Linked DNA regions of Sus scrofa: all the other regions are linked to region 2. The links are chromatin contacts, called in public Hi-C maps. All regions are on one chromosome and are shown on one strand. The core of a region is the stretch at or near the end of the contact, and the rest is flanking DNA. Distances in the headings are between cores, read along the strand shown. Region 1 overlaps DENND1A (DENN domain-containing protein 1A). Region 2 overlaps DENND1A (DENN domain-containing protein 1A). Region 3 holds the start of LHX2 (LIM homeobox 2).

Region 1 (3,286 bases), core at 7-2,506, 320 kb after region 2:
TTTCTACTACATGTACAGGTAATATTAGCCAGTTATTTTGAGGAAGATGCCACAGGAATGAAATTAAAATCCTGATTCTACCACTTGTGGCTGTCCAACTTGAACAATTACATTAACCTCTCTAAGCCTCAGTTCCTCAAAAATAAGACCCATGTTAGAGGGTTGTTCAAGGCTTTAAAAGGAACTCTAAAAGACAAGTGATGAGTCATAATGACTCAAAAAAGTTAGCTACTGTGTCATCATTCTTCAAAAATTTACTGATTTATTATCTTATTCTTGAAAAGAAATAAGATGAATTGTGTTATACCTCAAAGAATATCCTTATTTTTATCTGAAGTTTAACAACTTTTAAAAGGGCTTTTCTCCCCTTCCACGTCATTTTTAAAGACAGCATAAATTGTTTATTTTTCCAAGTCAATTTTTAAAAAATATCTAATGGGAGTTCCCGTCGTCAGATTCGTTTCCACTGAGCCACTAGTATCCGTGACAATGCAGGTTCAATCCCTGGCCTCACTCAGTGAGTTAAGGATCTGGCGTTGCTCTGAGTTGCACTGTAGGTCACAGACATGGCTTGAATGCTCTGTTGCTGTGGCTATGATGTAGGCCGGCAGCTATAGCTCCAATTCGACCTCTAGCTTAGGAACCTCCATATGCTGCAAATGCAGCCCTAAAAGACAAAAAATAAAAATTAAAAAAATTAAAAATTTCTAATAATATTGATCATACACTGATCACAGGCCAAAATCCCAGAACTGGAATCCTGTAAAATCAAAGTGTAAGTTCAGAAAAATAAATCTGGCTCTCAGTACCTTAAGTTGGCCAAGATCCAGTTTTCTTCATAAAACTGATAATTCAGAAATGTCAGAAATGTGAACAGATACTTAAGAGAGATTATAAAGCCAGGTGGCAGTTTTGTTTGTTTTGGTTTTTGGCCTTTTTTTTTTTTTTTAAGGTCACTGCCTAACACCGATGTAGCTGCAAAACTCAGTTCAGCAAAGCATTTCATCTTAGGCATTCTTTTCACAGAGTTCTCACAACAGTTTCTCAACTTGACTATCCACTACTTTTTTAAAAAGTGGCCACTGGGCTAAGGTATTAACAACACTAGGAGGGGAGCAGACACAGACGGAAGCTGGTCTGCAGAACAGCCTTGAGAACCCGATGCCGCTGCACTCCCAGTGCTAAGCGCCTGCCAAAGAGTGTCTACAGCAGGCTCAGAGATGCCAGCTGTAATGAGACACTAGTGTTTGCAATGCATTCCAGAGTTTCAGCATGGCCAGTACCATCTGATCATGCGACCAGGCAGGCTCATCCGTCTTGCCAAGAGCACCCTCTTTCGAGACCTTCAGTCTGACAGGCTGAACTCGGCTCTGGGAACTTACACAAATGGTGGGGACTGTGTTCATTTTCTGGATTCCCATGCAAGTGGGTTCTTGAACAAATACACAAATCAGAGTACACAAAATGGAACTGACAAAAAAAGAAAGCATTAAAAAATTAGGAACAAAGTAGATCAAAGATCTACTCAAAATAACCTATCTTCTTTTTAAAACATTAAAATCACATACCTAAATAACAAGATTATACACAAAAGATGTTCAATGGCATTACTGACAACAGGAGAACCCTGGGAATAATCTCAAGATTAATAAGTAAATACAGCACATAAACATGATGTCATGATTTATAGCAACTAAAATGATCTTTACAAAGATATATTAACTTAAGGGAAAGTTTAACAATAAATTTGAAAGGAACAAGAAAAACACACACATGTAGCAAAAGCTGGGGAGAAAAGTTTATGTATTTACCCACACCCACACCCACACACAGCCTACAAGGAAATCCAAAACATTCACAGTAGTTACTACTGAGTGATGATTTTTTTTCTTCCTTATAACTTCAAGAATTTTTAAATTTTATACGTTCTCAAAAAACTATAACAAGCCACTAAAAATTTAAAGATGAATAGAAAAAAAAAAATACACACCAGGATAATCTGCAATATGTACTCAACTTAAAAATTTTTAGTAATTTTTTTTCTTACAATGAGCAAATAACATAGCATAGTATAAGAAAATCAGAAGAATGAAACTCTCACAGAAATTTATAGAACAAAATGTATACTAAATCCTCCAATTAAAGACCCATAAAGTAGTTTCAGTGCTTTCTAACCCACCTTCTCACAGCAGGGAATTAATCCCCCTGGGGGATGCGAACAAACTTCAAAGAGAAGATTATGCCCAGACACTAGTACTGTAGAGCGTAAATTTTATACCTAAGTTTGCTCAGATATTTTGGCAGAGATCAGAGATGCAGATCCAAGGAACAAAGACTAATTTTAAGGCAGATTCTTTGTAATCATCTAAATAGCAAAAATAATGGCAAAAATAACGCATTAAATAATATCAGAAAAAGGCAAATATAAATTGTATTGAAAACAAAAAAAGATTGCAGAAGTAGACAAAAAGTTACCTTAAATCAAGTATTAAGGTACAGCTTATCTGCTCATTTTAAAAACTAGAAAATCTTATGAATTCCCCAAGAAAGTAAGTGGCACCATGAGTTCAGTTTGTATACCAAATTTTTTTTTGGTGGGGGTCTTTTTAGAGCCACACCATGGCATATGGAAGTTCCCAGGCTAGGGGTCAAATCGGAGCTATAGCTGCCGACCTATGCCAGAGTCACAGCAATGCAGCATCCTTAATCCACTAAGTGAGGCCAGGGATCGAACACCAAGTCCTCATGGATACCAGTCAGGCTCATTACCGCCGAGCTACAATGGGAACTCCTGTACACAAATTTTATTGGCACAGTCTTTGGAAGATGTCCCACTCAGTGTCATAGGTCTGGATGCAATATCTGAGCAGAACTGACAGATTACATGTCCCATCCGCAGATGTCAAGGAATGCTCTTCAGAGCACAAAAACACATGAGAGTTTATATTACATGTCTTCACTAGTTCAGATTTTATAAGTAGTCAGTGGGAAAAACAACGGTCTTTAAAGTCTAGTAACATTTCTTACTGGTCTTTCTCCCATTTGCCATCCTTTTATTGTGAGGTAATTTTTTAGGTATTATTTAGAAGTACCTGACCATTTTACAAAAACACGTTTTATGTAGAGGAATAGCTTCTCTCAGTAATTTGGGTTTATTCAGTTTCCCATATTTTCAAAATCATGGATAAGGAACCAAATTTAAGTTTAGCTTTTCTGGATGTTAATCATCTAACAGAAAACTAAAATTCTTAATAGATTAAAGACCTAAATGTGAAAGGCAAAACTA
Region 2 (3,177 bases), core at 6-2,505:
TATGTAGATAGTCTTCATAAAGAAAAATAATTAGCAAGAATTTACAAAAGGTAGTTGAGGTAGTTGTGTTCATTCAATTGAAGTATAGTGATATTTTAGTTTTTCTAGTTTGTAAATATTTTTTCTATTTTCCGTTATACTAAGACCATATACAGTTTGTTTGTTTTTAAAAAACCATGAGATCAATGGTGTTACTCAAACAGGAGACAGATATATATGGTATTTTTCTGACCTGCTCTAACACAGCCTCGTCTGTTCATGCTTGAAAGCCAGGCTATCAATCTGCTTTTATCTTAACTTCTCTGTCTTCAAGGGGTTTTAGGTGGATAAATATGACTCAGCAGAATCAAGTGCAAAATCAGGGGCTGTAAGATGGATGATGCCAGCGTACCCATGGCTGACTCTGGAAGCTGGTCCTCCTGGGAAGGACTAAGCAAGCTGGCCAGGAGGAGCTGCCTACTGCCTGCACAGCCTGCTTTGCGGCTCTGACATCAACTAGCTTTACCGTCCCCACCTCAGCCGTCGCTCCCTGTGGGCAGGGGCTGTTCTCCATTCATAATGGGGAAGCCCAACCAGCAGAATGCCCCAGAGAGAGCCACGCAAGCTTGTTGAACAAACAACTCATGGTGGGCCATCTACCCTGGCCTTTCCACAGCTACTGGCACAGAACAGAATGCACGTTGGAGCACCAATCTCCATCAGTTTTGCTCTTTGAGCTAACATTTATCAGGGACTATGGGCCAGATATGGTAAAAGCACCTTCACATGTGCTGCTTTAAGATGACTCCACGTAGCACGAGCTATGAAAGAAGAAACTATGGACAGAAAAAAGGATGTAATTAAAGCACACAATTCTATTTTTGAAAGTGCTTTAAAACTGAGGCCACTGTGCTAAGAAACGTCTTCCAAAGAGAGGATGCTGGTTAGTCTTATTCAGATTTCAAGATGATATAATTTTAAACAAAAGAGTGAGGAAAAATAAGACTCTTTTTAAAATTCATTTGGTCTCCCGAGGAGGGAGAAAGGGGACCATTCGCAGCAAATTCAGGACCCACACTGCTATACACATCCTCCAAAAGTTGCAATCTTCTACCCAGCAGAGAAAGGATCCTTGGCCTAGCAATTAAAATCATTTCTTTCATCCCCTTCTTGCCAAAAAGGACCCCAGCCCTAACTAGTTAATCCCTAACACACACTGCTACTCCCAGAGTTGCCTGGCAACTGCTAGGAGGCGTGTCAGAGAGCAAGAAAGGCCTAAATAAATGAGCTAGAGCCTGAGCTGCCGCTTGACACGGATAAAGGGGGTTTTTCCGAATGGGGCTGCCTGGCTGCTTGTGGATCTGTCATTTAAGTGGAGAAGAACAAGTTGGCTTGGCTGATATTGTTAAATATCTTGGGCTTTGTACCTCATATTCTCCAGGTGACTGAAAAATGGGTCACATGCCCTTGTGATTTGCTGACACTCTCCCCTCTGCCAGGCAGCGCCAACCTCCAAAGCCTAAAGACAAGACAGGATATAATGTGTACGCACTGAACAGAGGCCCAGGGCCAACCCCGGCATCACACACTTCTCTGTTTGTTCATTTCTCTCACCCATCCTTCCATCCACTGTTCCAAATACATGCACTGATGCCTTCGCTCTGCCATGACCCGGGCCCGGTGCTAGAAATGCAGAGCGGGTTGTTAACGTGAAACACGAGGCAACCAGAACAAAGACGGGCAAGTGGTGTGGTGGAAGAAGCTTGGGTTTTCAAGTCAGGCCGACCTGAGTCTGATTCCTGGCTCTGACACTTGCCAAGAAGTCAGGGGCAACCTCAGCCACTCTCCCCAATCTGTAACATGGACAGCAACGAGCTCATGGGGAATCTCTGAGACCACAGATGCCAACAAGGGGGGTGACCTTGGGGAAGGCCACTGAACAGGTAGGAGACTTGCAGCTGGATACCCTCAGGTCTCACTTTCTGATCCTTGGGACGAGTAACCCACCTGGCCCTGAAGAGACCCTGCCAGGGAGCCCACACAGACCTTCTGGCCCTGGGACAGGCACACAGCAGAAGGCACGGGTGGAGTGGGGCAGCCTGATGCCTGGCATGTGGCTGGGACTCAGCCAGGGGGGTGCCTTCCTCTTCCCTTCCAGGCAGGGGAAAGAAAATGAAGTTTGGGACTCCCTAGCCAGCTGCATTTTGAATTTTTTCCAGTAGGAGAGGGAAAATGAAAAAAAAAAAAAAAAAAAAAAAAAAAAAAGGCCAAGGAATTAAAAATTTCAAACGAATGAGCTCTGAGGCATGGAGGAGCTGTTGCTCATCTCTGCCTCTGGGGCGAGGTCGGCCCCTCCTGGCCCTGTGGGAGCCAAGCAGAAAAGAGCATCCTCTAGTCTGTCATGTTTCATGTTTCAAAAAACCCAGACTCTGACTTTGTAATGACCTGAGTCCCATGACTGTGGCCACTAGCCAGGGTGGGAAGCTGGTGCCCTGCACATGCCTCCCAGGCCCGAGCCCTCAGGCCACCCTCGGCCCTGGGCTGCTCTCCACTTGGCCTGTCCCAGAGTCTCCCCTCCAGGCTACCAACCGTTTCTGGTGACCAGCTTTCTCCTTCAGTTTACGAATCAAAGGCCTTGAATGTACTTGGGTCCTCAGACCCAGTAAAACCACATTGGGGATTTCACCTAGGGAAATAATTCAGACTGTGAATGAAGATTTATATAAAGCTGTTCACCATCGCGTGGTTGAAGACTGTGGACAATTCAGAGAACCAGAGGTGGGATGATGTGGTGGGCCTTGGCATTGGTTCTGGACTGCAGGAAGTGGACAATATTCTCTGTGAGTGGGGCCCAGATAGTTGCCACTTTAAGAGCCCCCCAGGTGATTCTGAGCCACAGCTGGGGTTGAGAACCACCTGGGGTCACCAAATGGGAGATGCACAGCCAATATTTAAGAGGAGTTTTTTTTTTTTTTTTTTTTTTTTTTTTTTTTTTTTTTGTCTTTTTGCCATTTCTTGGGCTGCTCCCACGGCATATGAAGGTTCCCAGGCTAGGGGTCGAATCAGAGCTATAGCCGCCGGCCTATGCCAGAGCCACAGCAACGCGGGATCCGAGCCACGTCTGCAACCTACACCACAGCTCACGGTAACGCCGGATCCTTAACCCACTGAGCAAGGCCAGGGATCGAACCTGAAACC
Region 3 (3,400 bases), core at 378-2,877, 450 kb after region 2:
GCCTAAGGTAGCTCAAGTGAGAAAGTTTTTAGAGGGAGGAGATGGAAGGGGAAAAGGGAATGATGGGAGAATTTGCTTAGTGCCTACTATGTTCCAGGCAGTTTACACCCGTGATCTCTTTCGCTCATCACATCCATGTGGACAGGGCTTTCTTGACCCTCATTTAAAGATCAGAAACAGGCTTCCGGGAAGTGAAGTCATTTGCCTAAGGTTACACTGAAAGTAAATGGAAGAACTAGGATCTTAAGCCATGCCTTTCACAGTCCCAAAGCCATGCTTTCGCCCACTCTTCCTGGCTGGAAAGAGACCTAGAAGAGTGAGAAGGAGCTGCACTGCTGGGCCTTTAATTGGGCCCTAGCTCGCTGGAAGCGAGGATAACTGGCTGGCCCCACTCCCCGGGAGCCACGGCTCCCGCCGATTCTTGCCTCTCTGGCTCTGCTGGGTCCGCAGGAGGCCTGCGCGGTAGTCCGCAGCCCGCGGCGCGAAGCTTGGGCCAAAGGAAGAACTCGGCGGGAAGCGGCCGAGGGCTCCCCCAGCTCTGCTCCGGACCTGCCTTCTCAGGCCTCCCCAGCCGGTGCGCGAGGAGTGGCTCCGGGCCGAGGGGAGACTGGAGGGAGACTTCCTCAAGCATCCTTTAGTGGCTGCGTCTTCTTAGGATGGAGATGGCGGGGAGAGAGGGTTTAATTTTCCTTCCCAAAGAAATTACAGGAAACAGTTCGTAGCTTAAAACTCCAAACCCCGCGCTCTCCCTCCTCCCTCCCGCCCCCGCCCTCCAGCCTCGCCCACCAGCTCCCACCATCTCTTCGCTCCTCTCCTCCTCTTGCTGCTCCCCTCCCTCTCCGGTCTCCCGCCTTCCCGGAGCACGCGCTGCCAGGGCCCGGGGTGCCGGGCGGCCAATGGGGCGGCGGCAGGACGTGATGTCAGGCGCGGCTGTAGAAAAGGCGCGGACGCTTGGCTGGCGCGGACTGCAGAGCCGGGGCTGGGCTCGGCGCGCTCTTGGAGAGCCTTGCGCGCGGCTGGGCCCGCGGCCGGCGGCTCCTCCTCCTACTCTGCTCCTCCTCCTTTTTCTCCTCCTCCTCCTCCACCTCCTCCTCCACCTCCTCCTCCTCCTCTTCCTCCTCCTCCTCTTCAATTCTCCCGGTGTCTCTGCTCGGCTCGCTGGCTTCGGAGAAATCCCCACTCCAGTAGCCGACCCAGCGCCTAAGCGGGTCGCCTTGGGCTAAGGGCACACCCTGGGGAGGGGAGAGGTCTAGGCAGCTGGGCCGCCGCGGGCACCTAGTCGCACCCCGGTGAGCCCCGACTGCAGCCGTCGCCGCCTCGGGCAGACTTTGCGCTTCTGCTTTGCGCCCGGGGCGCCGAAGCCGGGCCGGCGATGCCCGCAGCGTGAAAGCGCCCGCGGCGGGTGGCGACCTCTGCCCTGGTCTCCCACCCCCTCCCGCACAGCACCCCCCCCCCGCCCCCTGCCCTTGTGACCCTGGCTTTGGCGCCGCCGCCCAGGCGCCCCGCGATGTAGCTGCCCTAGCGCCTCGGCGGGAGGCGTCCTGGCCCGCGGGCGCCCAGGGCCCGGAGCCCGGCCTGGGGGCGCAGCCGAGCTCGGGCGGGGCCGGGGCCGCGGTGGCGATGCACCGGGCCCGTTAGCGCGGGGAGCGCCAGGCAGCTGAGGCGGGGGCAAGCCCTCCCGCGGAGGAGCCGCGCCCCCGGCCCCGCCGGTCCCGCCGCGATGCTGTTCCACAGTCTGTCGGGCCCCGAGGTGCACGGGGTCATCGACGAGATGGACCGCAGGGCCAAGAGCGAGGCTCCCGCCATCAGCTCCGCCATCGACCGCGGCGACACGGAGACGGTAGGCGCACGGCTGCGGGGTCGGGGCGAAAAGCTGGGATGGGGCCGGTTCGGTCTGCGCCTCTGCTCTCCTAAGTTTGGGGGCACTTTGGAGAGCGTCCTTCGTGCCGCACGGGACTGGACGCTGGGGATCCGCGGACAGGATGCGAGGCCCGTAGCTCCCGGCTCAGGGGAAACCCGGCTGCTGGGGCGGAGGAGGGAAACAAGGTTGAAACCGAAATTTCAGACCCTCAGGGTGGAAGAGAGGATTTCTCCCGAAGTGGGAGCGAAGTCCTACCCGAGGCCCGGATGGCTCTCTTCTCACTTTTCCCGGCTTTTCGGTCGCCAGCCTCCGCGCTCTCCTCCACCACCGGCTCTGGCTACTGGCGCCGCCGCCTGAGGCGCGGGGAAGGACGAACCAACCGGCAGCACTGGGGCTCCAGCCGACTTGGGCCGTTCCCTGCTTCCTGGCGATCAGGTTCCCTCCCTAGCACAGTTTCACGGGTCGGAGTCCTCTGGGCCAGCGCTTTTTCGTTGATCGCGTCTTGGGCCTCCTGGCTGGTCCGACTTGGCCGGGTTAGCGCCGGGAGTTCAGGCTCTGGCCTGGCCCTTGTGGAAGGAGAGTCCAGTCGGATCTCCACACCTGGCTCCACCAGCTCAGCCCCAAATAGCCAGTTCCTTGCCTCAGACGTCTCTGGGGGCCAGAGGAGCAGACACTGTCCAAGCCGGGCCCAGAAGTGACCTTTAGAGGCAGAGGAGGTGGGGAGCACGAGCGAAGCTTCTCGCTTGGAAAGGAAGAGCAGCAGCTCCAGCGCCTCTGCTTCTGAACTTGTCTTCTGGAGTTAAACCCTCTCAGCCTGTCAGTTTGGTTAGGGGAGGATTTGAATTGGGCCTGTCGTGCACTCAGAGACTTTGAGGGTGCCCATGCACCCCACTCACCATCTCTCAGCACCCAAGAGGGCCCCAGCCAGTGGGGCAGAGGTGGTGGAGGGGCAGAGGTTGAGCGATTTGCCCTGGCCTAAACCTTCCGCTTAAGGATCCAGAGATCACTGGGGTTAGGGGCCAGGAACTCCACCACGTCTCTGGAGAGGAGTCTGTGTGGAGGTTGACTTTTAATGGCCATCATACCTCTTTTCCTGGGGCCCAGCAGAGTGGCTCCTTTAAGAAACAATTTGAGGGGGAGATTTTGGAGGGCTTGGCTGAAGTAGCCATCACTGCTCCAGCCCCCAAACGCTGCATGAACCTTTCTGAGAAAAGAGCAAAAGCGACAGGAAGGGGGAGAAGTAAGCAGAAAGATCTATCCAGGCCAGTCCCGGGTCCTGGGCCCGTGGCCGGCTTGGGCCCGTGGGCCGGCGTAGGTTCTGAGCCCCCCACCTCCCGGATATGGGCCTTTTGGGGTGGAGAAAGCACCCTGCACACCCTGGCGCCCTCCTCCCCCGTGTTTAGGGCTAGCGGGAGCCACGGAGGGAGCTTCAGGTGCCCGTTTCCGCGCCGGCGCCGCCGCCGCCGCTGCCGCCGCCGCCGCCGCGGGGTCGCAGGCTGACGCAGGCGCTTCGGTCTTGCGCCTCCCTCCCTCCGCAGA

What was found. A called contact is a pair of places that touch in the nucleus more often than the background predicts.
Region 1: a Hi-C map of brain shows a contact between it and region 2, with 5 times the contacts expected there. The contact joins two enhancer-like sites. A contact is called at or near these places in 7 of 47 Hi-C or Micro-C datasets (brain, embryonic fibroblasts, fetal heart ventricle and 3 more).
Region 3: a contact with region 2 is called in a Hi-C map of brain, with 5 times the contacts expected there. The contact joins the promoter of LHX2 here to the enhancer-like site in region 2. A contact is called at or near these places in 2 of 47 Hi-C or Micro-C datasets (brain and mesenteric adipose tissue).

The regions. Positions count from the first base shown.
Region 1 is chr1:264,771,690-264,774,975 of Sscrofa11.1, forward strand. All of the region lies in intron 2 of DENND1A (DENN domain-containing protein 1A), which reads right to left. Among named protein-coding and RNA genes, the nearest start is that of DENND1A, 50 kb to the right of the region's middle. Within about 2 kb of position 1,257, at least 13 of the 83 cell types and tissues checked have an H3K27ac peak or open chromatin away from gene starts, as enhancers often do. A contact at or near this core is called in brain, where this site is marked.
Region 2 is chr1:264,448,521-264,451,697 of Sscrofa11.1, forward strand. The region is part of intron 13 of DENND1A (DENN domain-containing protein 1A); the gene reads right to left. Among named protein-coding and RNA genes, the nearest start is that of CRB2, 170 kb to the left of the region's middle. Within about 2 kb of position 1,256, at least 4 of the 83 cell types and tissues checked have an H3K27ac peak or open chromatin away from gene starts, as enhancers often do. A contact at or near this core is called in brain, where this site is marked.
Region 3 is chr1:264,899,304-264,902,703 of Sscrofa11.1, forward strand. LHX2 (LIM homeobox 2) reads left to right here and starts at 1,628. Exons shown (of 5, transcript NM_001170519.1): 1 at 1,628-1,840; 2 at 3,400. The coding sequence starts at 1,721.